2 separate regions of the Mus musculus genome follow, and region 2 is linked to region 1. Evidence: chromatin contacts called from public promoter capture Hi-C data. All regions are on one chromosome and are shown on one strand. The core of a region is the stretch at or near the end of the contact, and the rest is flanking DNA. Distances in the headings are between cores, read along the strand shown.

What was found. Capture Hi-C pulls out chosen DNA fragments and counts their contacts.
Region 2: a contact with region 1 is called in a promoter capture Hi-C map of adipose tissue, with 3 times the contacts expected there. The contact joins the promoter of Tmem185b here to the promoter of Nifk in region 1. A contact is called at or near these places in 1 of 115 datasets of contacts at active chromatin or transcription factors (extraembryonic endoderm stem cells) and 2 of 9 other capture datasets (adipose tissue and liver).

What each region holds. Positions count from the first base shown.
Region 1 is chr1:118,318,648-118,324,688 of GRCm38.p6, reverse strand. Nifk (nucleolar protein interacting with the FHA domain of MKI67) reads right to left here and starts at 2,846. Exons shown (of 7, transcript NM_026472.4): 1 at 2,692-2,846; 2 at 964-1,107. The coding sequence starts at 2,796.
Region 2 is chr1:119,522,434-119,528,474 of GRCm38.p6, reverse strand. It overlaps Tmem185b (transmembrane protein 185B), which reads right to left and starts at 2,321. Exons shown (of 1, transcript NM_146103.2): 1 at 1-2,321. The coding sequence starts at 1,964. The coding sequence ends at 912.

The DNA of each region.
Region 1 (6,041 bases), core at 1,597-4,096:
CTGTAAGCAACGTGTGGCTGTGCCCTGTAAGCACATCCAGCCCTCGGCCTGTCGGGTGAGCTCCCAGCTAGAACCTTCTAACAAAGGTGAGCCAACTCCAAGTATGAAGTCTCAGTGCTGTTCCGCAAGGCGCTCCACCACCTTGTCTGTGCACAGGCCGAGGCCGGAGCGCGCACAGTACCTTCTACTCTCTCAAGACAGGACTTTCTCTTGAGCTGGTCGCTTGCTCTTTTGGCTTAACTGGCTGGCAACAAGTTCTACAATCAGTGGCTCCAGCTTCCAATATTGGGGTCACACCTGGCCTTTCACTTGGTGCTTGAAGAAGGGGTGTGTGTGCACGTGTTCCACTTCATGTTTATGGCACAAGCGCTCGGACCTCTGGGCATTTCCCAGGGTGTCTCTGTCATTGGCCTGGAGCTGAGCTCGGCTGGCTGGTTAGCAAGCCTTACGTTCCCAGCACTGAGATCACATGCGCATATGACCGTTCCTGGCTTCTGTAGGTTGACAGTTATAGACTGAGCTATCTCCACAGCCTCATGATTTCCCGCTTTTTATTGAGATAGAAATCCACACTATGAAACCGTGACTGGCCTCAAACTCTGCCTGTCCCTGTCTCCTGAGTGCTGGGACTAAAGGCAGGCCACTACACCAAGCTTACTTTCTTGTGATTCCACTGCAATTTGTAAAATCACTTTACTTATATTTACTTTATTTAGAGACAAGCTCTCTCTATGTAGCTGTGGGTATCTCCGAACTCATGATGTAAACTAGGCTGGCTTTAAACCGATTCACCTGCCTCTGCTTCCTGAGTGCTGGATTTAAGGGGGGTGCCACCATGCCTGGCTTGTGAAAAGTTCCCGAGCAGGAACTTTGTAGGTAACAACGCTGTGCCTATGAATACAAAGGATGACATACAATTGACAAGCAAAATATACATAGTTGAATTCAGGAACAGAATCTTACCCGCTTACTTCTAGACAATCTGAATCTGCTAATGTCGCCAAACTGGGCACAGTAGTTATAGATGTGGCTTTCAGAAAGTGTTGAAGGTAGGTGGCCCAGATAAACTACTCCACGGTTAAGTTTTTCTTTCTTCTTTTGCTGAGGCTAAAACAGATAAACATTTTAAAAATACAAACTCATACTACACCAAAACGTTTGTGCGTATACACATTTTTCTGAGCCGGATCTCACTATGGAGCCTTGGCTGGCCCAAAACTCACTACGTAGACCTGGCTGGCCTCTAACTGCTGAATGCTAAGATTAAAGTCCTATATCACCATGCCCTGCAAAGGTCTTTATTTTTCAACGAAAGTATGTTACCATTCCATAACCTCAGAGTAAATTAATTCTAATGTCTTTTTCTTTTTTTTGAGACAGAGTTTCTTTGGGTAGCCCCAGCTGTCCTGGAGCTAGCTTTGTAGACCAGGCTAGGCTCAAACTCACACAGATCCACCTGCCCCTGCTTCCTGAGTGCTAAGATTAAAGGTGTGTGTCCCCGCCACCCAGCTTCCTAAAGTCCTTTCAGAGGCTAGGTGGAGATCTGCCTGCCTCTGCCTCTCCAACACTAGGATTGAAGGTAAAAGTCACCTTGCCTGGCCTGCAACAAATTTTCAACACCATTCTTTCCCCTTGGTCCAGGAACAAACTCATAACTCTATCAGGGCAGAAACTGAAAAACTCCGTGTTTGGTATCTCTCTTCCCTTAAGCACTTGCTGAGCAAGGCTGAGGCCTGAGTTCAATCACACAGAGCCACAGACTCTGCAAGAGACAGACTCCCACACACGCACGCACCATGATGCACACCAAGGCACACATATGTCCACACCCACCTGTCCCTACAAAACAGTCAGCACAACATGTGTTCAAGAGCTAAATGGACAAGCAAGTAACAGTCTGTCATGTTCAGAGTAACACTGTGAAACCAAGACCTTCAACTCCGAATGCAGTTGGCAGTTTATTACACCGAATCTTAACTGTTTCCGGTTGTTAACCTTCATGGTGCAGACTCTCCTTCTCTATCACCATACTATGACCCCAGAGAACAAGAACTTGTTTCCTGTCAGGTAGGGTACCGGGTGACCTATAGTGTATTCATGAAGTGGATATAGGGGGTTCAAGACCTCGACTGCACAGCAAATGTGAGGTGAGCTTGGGCTACAATAAACCCTATACTGACACTGTAACAAAAGCGACCCTCCCAAAAGACCCCCAGGACAACAACAATAAAAAAAGAAAAGCTGTCGTTCTCTCCAATGCACTCCATGGTGCAAACCAAAGGGACTATAAACTTCCGTTAGGGACATTGCATACAAACTGAACTCGACAGGTTGACAGGTTGAAGCCCTATTCTGAATTCTGACCCTGAGCTGTATTCTGACTCTCGATCCTCCCAGGACGTGGGCTTCGGGACGTCTACTCCGTCTTCTAAGCACTACAAACTAAGGGGACATAACACACCTTCCGAATGCTGCGGTAGACCATGAACCCTCATTTTGCAGGTCAAAGCGGAAGCGTGGCAGCTTTAACACATTCTGAGATCTGGGGGTGCCATGCTCCCACACGTGGTACCCCTCCTCCTTCACCTCACACCGATTCCTGACCTGCCTCGGTCCCCTGATTGGAACCATCGTCTCCCAGCCCGTGAGAGGTTGGCTCCCGAGCCAGCCCGGCCGCCCCGCGCCGCTCACCTTCTTCGTGCGCCCTTGGATCTGCGTCAGAGCCTTCTCAAACTGCGAGTCTTCCTGCGGGTTCAATGCCAGACTCGGCTTCGCGGGGCCTGCTAACCCAGCCATGCTGGAGAACCCGAACAAGTCAATCCACGCGGAGCCTTCGGAAGTGACGTTTCCTTCGCGTCTCGGAAGCGGAAGTAGAGGCGGAAGTGTAGCAAAAGAGCAGGCCCCGGTGTCTAGAATTGAGGCAGCTCGAGCGCCACCTACTGGCCACAAACTAAAAACATTTAAAATCGGATTAAGGCTCCGTTGGTGAAGCGCTTGTTCTCAGTCCTAGGTTTGAAACCCAGTGCCTCATAAAATGTGACTGGAGCCACGCCCCCTGCCCCCATCTGTAATCCCAACACTTGGGAGGTAGAGGCAGGAGGATCAGGAGTTCAGCGCCATTCTCATAAACATAGTTCGAAGACAGCCTGGGCTCCATGGACTCAAAAACAAATTTAAAGTCTCAAACATTAGCCATGCCCGTTGCCTGTTCATGCCAACGTGCAACAGGAAAAGCCTTCCCCTCTGTGGGCTCCTTTTGTAAACTTTGTAAACGCTCAAGCAGGAAAGTGGCCAGGCCCCTGCCTGAGGAGATCCAGTGGCCAACCTCCCCAGTCCCCCCACCCCCGCATGTTTTCCAACGTCCCTAATGGTTTTCTAACCATCCAAAAGTGGGAGAGTGGCCAGACCCTGCCCTACAAGAAAAAAATTCCACCAGTCCCCGAGGTCTCTCAAGTTCAGGACTTGAAATTCCACCAGTCCTCATCATGGAAGTCTCCACAGCATAATCCAACACCTATTTATATTTTTGATATTATACACCTGTGTCTGTGAGTGGGTATGTGTTCAGGAATTCAGATGACCATAGAGAATAATGGTGTCGGATCTCCTGAACTTGGAGTTCAGGCTGTTGAGAGATGTCCAATGTACTGGGAACTGAACTCAAGTCCTCTGGAAGAGCAGAAAATACTTTTAACTGTGAGCTATTTGTCTAGTCCCCATTTATTTTATTTTTATGCGATGAGTGTTTTGCCTGTATATGTACCCTATATGTGCAGTGCCTGCAGTGGCCAGAAGAGGGCATCAGAACACTGGAACTGGAATTAAGGACTGTGAGCTCTTGACCACAGAGCCATCTCTTGAGTTCCCTAGTAAGTTTCTTTAGGTAACACAATAGGAATTTTGAGAAAACAAAAGGAGAAGCTTGTAAGAGTTTCTTATGTTGAAACAGTTGTCTTTTCTCCATTTGTTTATTTACTTATAGATTAATTGATTGACAGGTTGATTGATTTTGTGTGTAGTGTATGCCTGTCAGTGAGTATGGGTGTGTGCACCCTTGTGCTGCATCGCATGTGTCTAGGTCAAAGGACTACTTGCTGTAGTTCTTTCCTTCCACGGTATGGGTTTTGGGGACTCAGGCTTAGTGGCAAGTGCCTTTACTTGTTGAGCCACCTTACTGACCCGGTCTGAAGATTATTTTAAGCAAAATATTTTTGAGACTCAGTGGATAAAAAAAGAAGCCCTTTATCTAAGAGAGCAACTTCTGGGGAGATGGGGCTTCCTTAAGCCCCTTTGGGGAATGTTATGACATAAGGAACACTGGAAGAGGGGCTGGAGGTGCAGGCTCAGCACAGAGCTTACCTGCCTTTTATGAAGCTCTGGCTTCTACTTCCAACTCTGAGTAAACCAACATCTAGGCAGCCAGCGATACATGAGACCCTCCCTGTCCCTACAAAAGGAGGAAGGCAATCAATGGCAAGATGGGTCTGAGGGTAAAGGCTATGGAGGTTAGGCTGAAGGCCTGAACTGGACCATAGAACCCAAATGGTAGAAGGTGAGGACCAACTCCAGCAGGCTGTCCTCTGGGGATGTCCTAGTTTTCTTTCTGTTGCTATGATAAGACAAACCAAAACCAACCTGGGGGAGAAGCAAGATTTTGTTCCTTATAGGTTAAAATCCATCATCGAGAGAAACCAAGGCAAGAACTGAAGTAGAAACCATGCAGGACCACTGCTTATTGGCTTGTTCCCAGGCTCACACTCAACCACTTTTCTTATATAACTCAGGCCATCTGTCAAAGGATGTTGGCATCCACGGTGGACTGAGCTCTCCTACGTCAGCCACCAATCAAGAAAATGCCCCAAAAGACACATCCCCAGGCCAATCTGATGGAGGCAACTCCTTAATTGAAGCTCCCTCTTCCTGAGTGTATCAGTTACCTTCCTGTGGCTGTGATAAAACACCTTGATCAATGGAAATTATGGGGAAAGGAGTTTACTTTGGTATATAGCTCCGGAGGAAGAGTCCATGATAGCAGAGAAGTCATGGCAGCAAATGGTAGCAGGAAGCATGGGCAGGCAGCCAAGAGAGTTGAGAGAGCCCATCTTCTGTAAACACAAAGCTTCTACTTCCCAAGTTCTGGCATGCACAATTCACCCAGCACCTTAGTTACTTTTCTAATAGTGTGGTGACACATCACCAGCAAGGCAACTTATAGAAGGAAGAATCTATTTAGAACTTACATTTCAGAGAGTGAGTCCATGACACTCATGGTAGGGGGTATGGCAGCAGGCAGCAGGCAGCAGGCAGCAGGCAGCAGGCAGCAGGCAGCAGGCAGCAGGCAGCAGGCAGCAGGCAGCAGGCAGCAGGCAGCAGGCAGCAGGCAGCAGGCAGCAGGCAGCAGGCAGCAGGCAGCAGGCAGCAGGCAGCAGGCAGCAGGCAGCAGGCAGCAGGCAGCAGGCAGGCAGGCAGGGCACTGAGAGCTGAGAGCATATATCCTAACCCATAAGTAGCAGGAAGACAGAAAGATGTCTGGTAATGGTATGGACTTTTGAAACCTCAAAGCCTTCCCTTAGTGATACATGTCCTCCAACAAGGCTCCACCTCCTAATTCTTCACAAACAGTTCCACCAACTGGGGACCACATACTCAAATACATCATCCCATGTATGGGGGCATTCTTATTTGAACCGTCACATCTGATTTATGTAGTACTGCAGTTAAATCCAGGAACTCACATTCTTGGTAAGCCCTCAACTTCTAGAGCTATATCCCCAGCCCAGGACCTGCTACTTGTGATGTCATCGAGTTCTTCTATTCCTTCTCTGATTTTCTGTTCTGTTAACACAGTCTCATTATGTAGCCCTGGCTGCCCTGGCACTTATAAATAGAGTAGACTGACCTCTAACTCACAGAGATATTTCTGCTGATGTCTCCTGAGTGCTGGGATTAAAAGCATGGACCCACACACCTGTTGTGCCTCCTAAAGCCATGGACCCTGCATGTGCCTTGCTTGCTTTTCCTCCACACTTCTCATCTTCTTT
Region 2 (6,041 bases), core at 1,072-3,571, 1.2 Mb before region 1:
GCCAGGGTGTTAACTGACAGTGTTCATGGCCTGGGGCCGTATTGGAGCATGTCAAATATTCTCTGAGTGCTGCTGTCCCTTTTCTCTGGGGACACGATCACAAACTTTAAAAATGTGTAGAACTCTTGTTATCTACCACACCAAACCTTCATCCCAAGACTCGGACAGGATTCTGGGTCAGGGACATATTAGCATCTCATTCAGTCTTTAAGGATAGTTGTAATAAATACATATCTTCACACAGAAACTTAAAAAAAAATACTTTAACACAATACATTACTGCCAAGAACTACAATCAACACAGATAACACTGCTAAAACATTCATATAAATACTAATATATGCAGATTCACTCCATTAGAAAATTCATCTATTAGAATACTAGAGACCTGTGTCCGCAAAGCCCACAGAAAACAACTATTTGAACAGTAGGAGCACTAGAAACACCAACAATGAGGTTTAGGGAACAGTGGGAGGGGACAATTTGGTACATTTGCCATTTTGTCACAATGGGTGCAATCTAAAATACAATTTTAGACTAGCAGTGTATAAAAATACTTTTTAAACAATACTTTTGGTAGGCATAAGTAGCACTTTAAAACAAACAGCTATGTAGTTTTCAGGTCTTTTGAAGGCCTAGAAACAATTCGATTTACCACCTTTGGCTAGCTCACAAGATGTGGGCCTGGAAAGCAAGTTCTCTTGCACATTATGTACACATCCCACAGTCCTACAGTTTCCCCCTTCTGCCTACGGCACACAATGACCACTGCAAGAGACTTCTGTCTCAGTGTGGATGTAAAATGAGGGGGACCTGTTTCCAATTCCAGGACTGGATGAACACAAGAAAAAAGCAAAGTGGAATTCAAGGGTATATGGTTCTTATTTCACTGAAAGGCCCAGCCTGTGAGTTTAGTCTGGCATATCAATGTTTAACTTGGGAGGTGGAGGCACATATTTCCCAGGGCTCTGTGTTATAACTACCCGCGCCTTCTTTCCAAACATTGGAGCAATTTTCGGAGCTTCTGACACCGATGCGTCTTCAGCATCTTCACTGTCTTCGTGATGGAGATCGTAAGAGATATTTCCATATTCTCTTAAAAACGGAAAAACTTCTAGTAGAAACTGACAGAAATCCCTGCGAATCCCAAACCACCAATGATTGCCCCCTTTCCGCCTGAACGTTGTAGCCATCAAAGTCAGTAATGAGAGCCAAAGCGGGATGAAAATGGAAATGTAAGAGAACGTATTGTGGTCATCCAGTCTGTGAACTAGCAGGACCTCAAAAATGAGCAGGGGCACGACAATGGTGATCCAGCTGATGGCCATGGTCACATGTGTTCTTCGCTGCTCTGCAACCACATCCAGGGACCGCAGGAATAGGAGGGACCACACGATGTAATAGAGAACTACCAGGCAGAGGAATGACATGAGGATCCACAGGGGCACGAACACCACTAGCCACGGCCAGTGGATAATCCTGTCCAGCCTCAGGGCGATGAAGATGAACTGCAGGATGTTGACAGAGCACAGGATCTCCAGTTCCAAAGACCTGTCGTGTCGGAAGCCCCAGACACAGGCGGCCACGGACACAGGGGAAACGAAGAAGAGTGGCATGAAGACCAGCAGCCAAAAGTGGGTGCCCCTCTCCACCCTGTCGCAGACTAGTATCTCAAACATGAGTAGTAGCAGGTGGATGCCCACGGCGATAAGCATGGCTTTGAATTCCACGCAGGCTTCCCCCTCTGTACGGTAGCGTGGGTTGCGGGCCCACACGCCCGCACCCACCGAGGCGCCCACGATGACCAGGAGCTTCCACAGCCAGATGGGGGCGAAGACTGCCCAGTAGCTCCACTGGATGATGCCGTCCAGGCGCAGGGGCAGCAGCACGGAGAAGAGTAGCAAGCAGGCATAAATGAGGAACTTACTGGGGTTGAAGTCCTGGAACAGGCCCCTGGGGTTCATGGCGAAGGCTGTACTGCCTCTAGATGGGCATCCGCCCGCTGCGTGTTAGAGGCTCCAGACCGCAGCTCCGAGGGGCCGGAACACGTGCGAGCAGTCACGTGGCCCGGCCGGAAGCGAGCCGAGGGCACAGCGTGCGCTGGCCGCGAACGGTACGGTGCCTACGCCGGGGACACTGCCCCAACCCCGTAGCTCAGGCTTCAGTGGATGCTCACGCCGTCTGCCTTCATTTCGCAGCCACGAGGCCGACGCCGCGTTGCGTGCGGAGTCGGATGGGACCTGGCGCGCTGCGGACTCGGCGACCCGCAGACCCGCTGCCTGTGAGCTGGCCGAGACCTTCGGAGGACGCTTCCTGGAGGAGGCCGGAACATGGAGGAGGGAGTGAGCTCACATCCTCCCGGCAGGCTCGGGGGCGGGGCCCGGGACGGGGCGGGGTCGGAGAGCGGTGGGAGCAGAGCTGGGCGGAGGGCAGGGCGAGCCGGTCCCCGCAGGGGTTTGGGGTCTTTCCGAGTGGGGAGGGCAAGAGCAGCGCGTTGTCTGGCCCCGGAGCCTGGGGGTGCACGGGCAAAGGCGGGTGGCGGGCGAGCGAAGGGAGTCTGAGAGCGCGCCGGTAACTGTGACTGCCCAGCACGGATGGAAGGACGCGCGAGGAGCAGTGGCTTTGACCCTGGGTTCGGCGCGAAGGCCGGGGGGGGGGGGGGGTGCAGGCAGTCAACGGGTTAGGGCTCTGCCCAGGGCAAAACTCCACAGAGCCACTAGCGATTCTCAGGCTGCCCCTAAAAGGTGGTGCGGAGCGCCTAGGTGCTTACCAATACTCTTCTGCCCTTTGTCACCTGGTGGAGGGGTACCTGGGAGGGTGCCCCACCAGGCCAGAAACAGCTCCCTGAGGGAGCAAGTGAAGAAACTGGACCCAGAGAAGGCCTGGTTAGCGGCAGAATTAGGGCTTGGATTTAGGGCTCCCAACCTTGAGTCTCATTTTCATTTATCAGACACTGCATGAGTCTGATTCTTTTAGAACTATGTTAGGAAAAGGTGCAAGGGTCAAGAAATTTTGGTTGTACCCCAGACCCTGCCAGCCACCGGCTGAAAAGGGAAGCAAATCCATCCCAACCCACCCCCTCTCTGATAAGCTGCAATGGGTTTGTGGTTTAGATACTATTTTTTTCTGACCTGCTGGGCAGAACTAAAGGGTTCTTTCCTCCCTTCTCTGACCCTTGCTCAGCAGAGCCCTGGTTGCTAGTCCTTGCTTTTCAGCCCCGGGGCCTCGCCCTTCAGGTTCCCTGAAGTGGGATAAAAATGCATGAAAGTCTTAGGCCATTAGAGGAAAATGAGGGGGTGGAAATGGATGGCTGCCAATCTCTGCAGTTGGAGTATAGGGCTCCCAGGGGGAAGCAGAGAACCTTCACGGACGCTACTGCCTCTTCTTTCAGCCCTTCCAGAGAAAAGTGGGGACAGCTGCTAAGCCCCAGGCTTTCCTCATTCATGATGGGCACCAAGGAGTTGCATAAGGGTTGCTGGAGATTAGTGCCAGACGGCAGAGTGCCCCCCAAGCCCAGAAATTGCAACAGGTGAACCAGTGTCCAGGCCCTCTGTTTCTACAGAGCCGATTGGAGTGATGGCCCCTACTGGGCATCAGTTTAGTTTCTTGGCTTTTTTGGTGCTCCTACCGTTTAAAAAGAATGCTGCCGTAGAAAAGGGTCTTTGTGTGTGTGTGGTGTGCATGTGTTTGCACATTCAAGTGTGTGTGTGTGTGTGTGTGTGTGTGTGTGTGCAGATGCACATAGAGGCTTGAAATTCACATCAGGTGTCAACCAGTTTGCCCAGGGGATCTCTTCTCTGCTTCCGAAGGACTGGATTGTAGAGAGCTATCATGCCTGTCTAGCTTTGTATGGATTCTGTACCAAAGTTGAAGACCAAACTGCTCCTCAGACTGCGGGGCAGCTAGATAAGTACTTCATCCACTGAGCCGTTCTTCCCAGCACAGCTACCCTGAAGCTAGCATACAAACTGAATGTTAAAATAGCTCCTGTGCTGGAGTGTGTGGGGTGTAGCACCCCTGGCCACCAACATGGGCCTCCCTATTCTGAGGGTGCGTGGCTTTGGGAGACTGAGCCCAGAGAACAGGAAGTAGTGTATTGTAAAGTTTGGGGAGCCCCTGAGATGTGGCCTGACATAGTGTCCTCCTCTCACCACCCGTGTTGGGCAGCCTCAGTCTCAGCCCTCGGTCTAACCTGAGTTTCTCCTGAACTCACCTAGTCCCCTGCTGACCCCTTGTGTTGGGGGAGAGGATGTGTGTTTATAGGGGACAGAGAGTGTCAGGAGTCCTGATCTGCCAATCTTCACCTTAGTCCCTTGAAACAAAATCTCTCCTGGCCTGGACATAGGTTGGCCAACAAGCTCCAGCGTCCACGTCCCCCCACCCTGTCCTCCAGCACGGGACTTACCGGAAGCCGCTTCAGATGTGACTGCTTGGGATTTGCCCTCAGGTCCTCAAACTCCACTGGACAAATTCTTTCAGCATGGAGCCTTCTTCCCAACCCCCACTCCAGGTGACACCTGGCCACATTTCCAGCCTTTGGCTCAAGCCTGGATCTTTCCAAGGCCTCAGCCCTTGCTGAACGTGCTCTGAGCTAATACTGCAAACCTGGGAAGTTCCTTTTCAGATCCATATAGTTTAGTCGTATCTACTATGTCACAGAGAAGCCATGGTCCATCTGGTTCTTTCTGTCAGCTCCTGTCCCTAAACAGAGCACAGTCCCATCTCTGCCTACAACAGCAGGGTCCAGCTCCCACATCCTTTCTACGTATTGTGGAGGTGGAGGAGGCCCAATGCTGTAGCAAGCTACCAAGGCTGTCCTGTCCTATCTGAGACAGAAACGATAACCTCCTCAAAGTGCAGACAAAGAGAGTCGTGTATAAGAACCTGGTGCTGGGATCCCAGCTGTAGTGGCCATTGTCACCGGCTATCTCTGCATCAATTAGATGCCGCCTCCCACAAGGACAGGTGCCACTGTCCTAGGGCTTCCAGCAGTCCTGCTGCTCTGACCTTGTCATCTATCAGCCTCATGCCCACGCAGGCCTGTGAGGAAACAAAAGTACTAGTGAGGCTGAAGTGACTGTGCCCGCCTGGACTGAGCATCAGCCCTGCCCCACCCACCCAACTGAGCAGCACCCCCACCCTCATCCCAGGACTGAGCATCAGCTCCGCCCCCCCCCCACACACACACAGACTGAGCAGCAGCCCTCCCCACCCCTCCACCCTCCCCCCCCCACACACACACACAGAGCAGCAGGGCGGCCACATACAAATGGTAAGGCTGCAGCTCTAGGGGTCACTCAGAGCAGGTGCTTGCTGGACATAGTGTTTCAGAGCATGCTGTCACCTGCAGCTGACCTGAAAGGCTCTGCTCAACCCTAGGTCTGGGTTTCTTCAGCTCTTTCCTGGTGTTCTCCTAGCACCTGATTTGTCCTGAGATACAGATTCAAGAGATTACAGCCCCCAGGGAGCCAAGTTTCATCAGGACCTTTGAAACTTAGTCTCAGGCCTTAGCAGCTTTCCTTGTATGAGTTCATTCCTTAGCTTGTGTATTAACTAGACAGTTAAAGTCCCGGCATCTGCCCTGTGACCCAGCCCTGTCCTAGACACATGATGCAACATGGAGCTCCTCCCATGGCTTCTCCTGTGCTGTCGCCTTCCCAGTTCTAGTGTATGTCACTTCCTCCAAGAAGCCCTCCATGACTATGCTCCCTGCACACAGCACCCCGTATTGTTTTCCCCGTTTGTTTTGTGTCTGCCAGTGCACATATGCCATAGCAGTGTGGGGGAATCAGAGGACAACCCTGGGTGCCTGTCCTCACTCCCCACCTTGCTTTAGGGAAAGTCTCTTGTTGGCTACAGCATGCATGAGGCTAGGCTGCCCTGGAGCTTCTGGGGTCCCCTGCCTCTCTCTGCCTTCTCTCGCTGTGGGAGTCGTGGGATTCCAGATGTGTGCTACTGTCCTGCTTCCCATGGGTTCTAAGGGTCCACACTCGGGTTTATTATATAGTTCGTCCTTTACCCACTGAGACACTTCCCAGTCC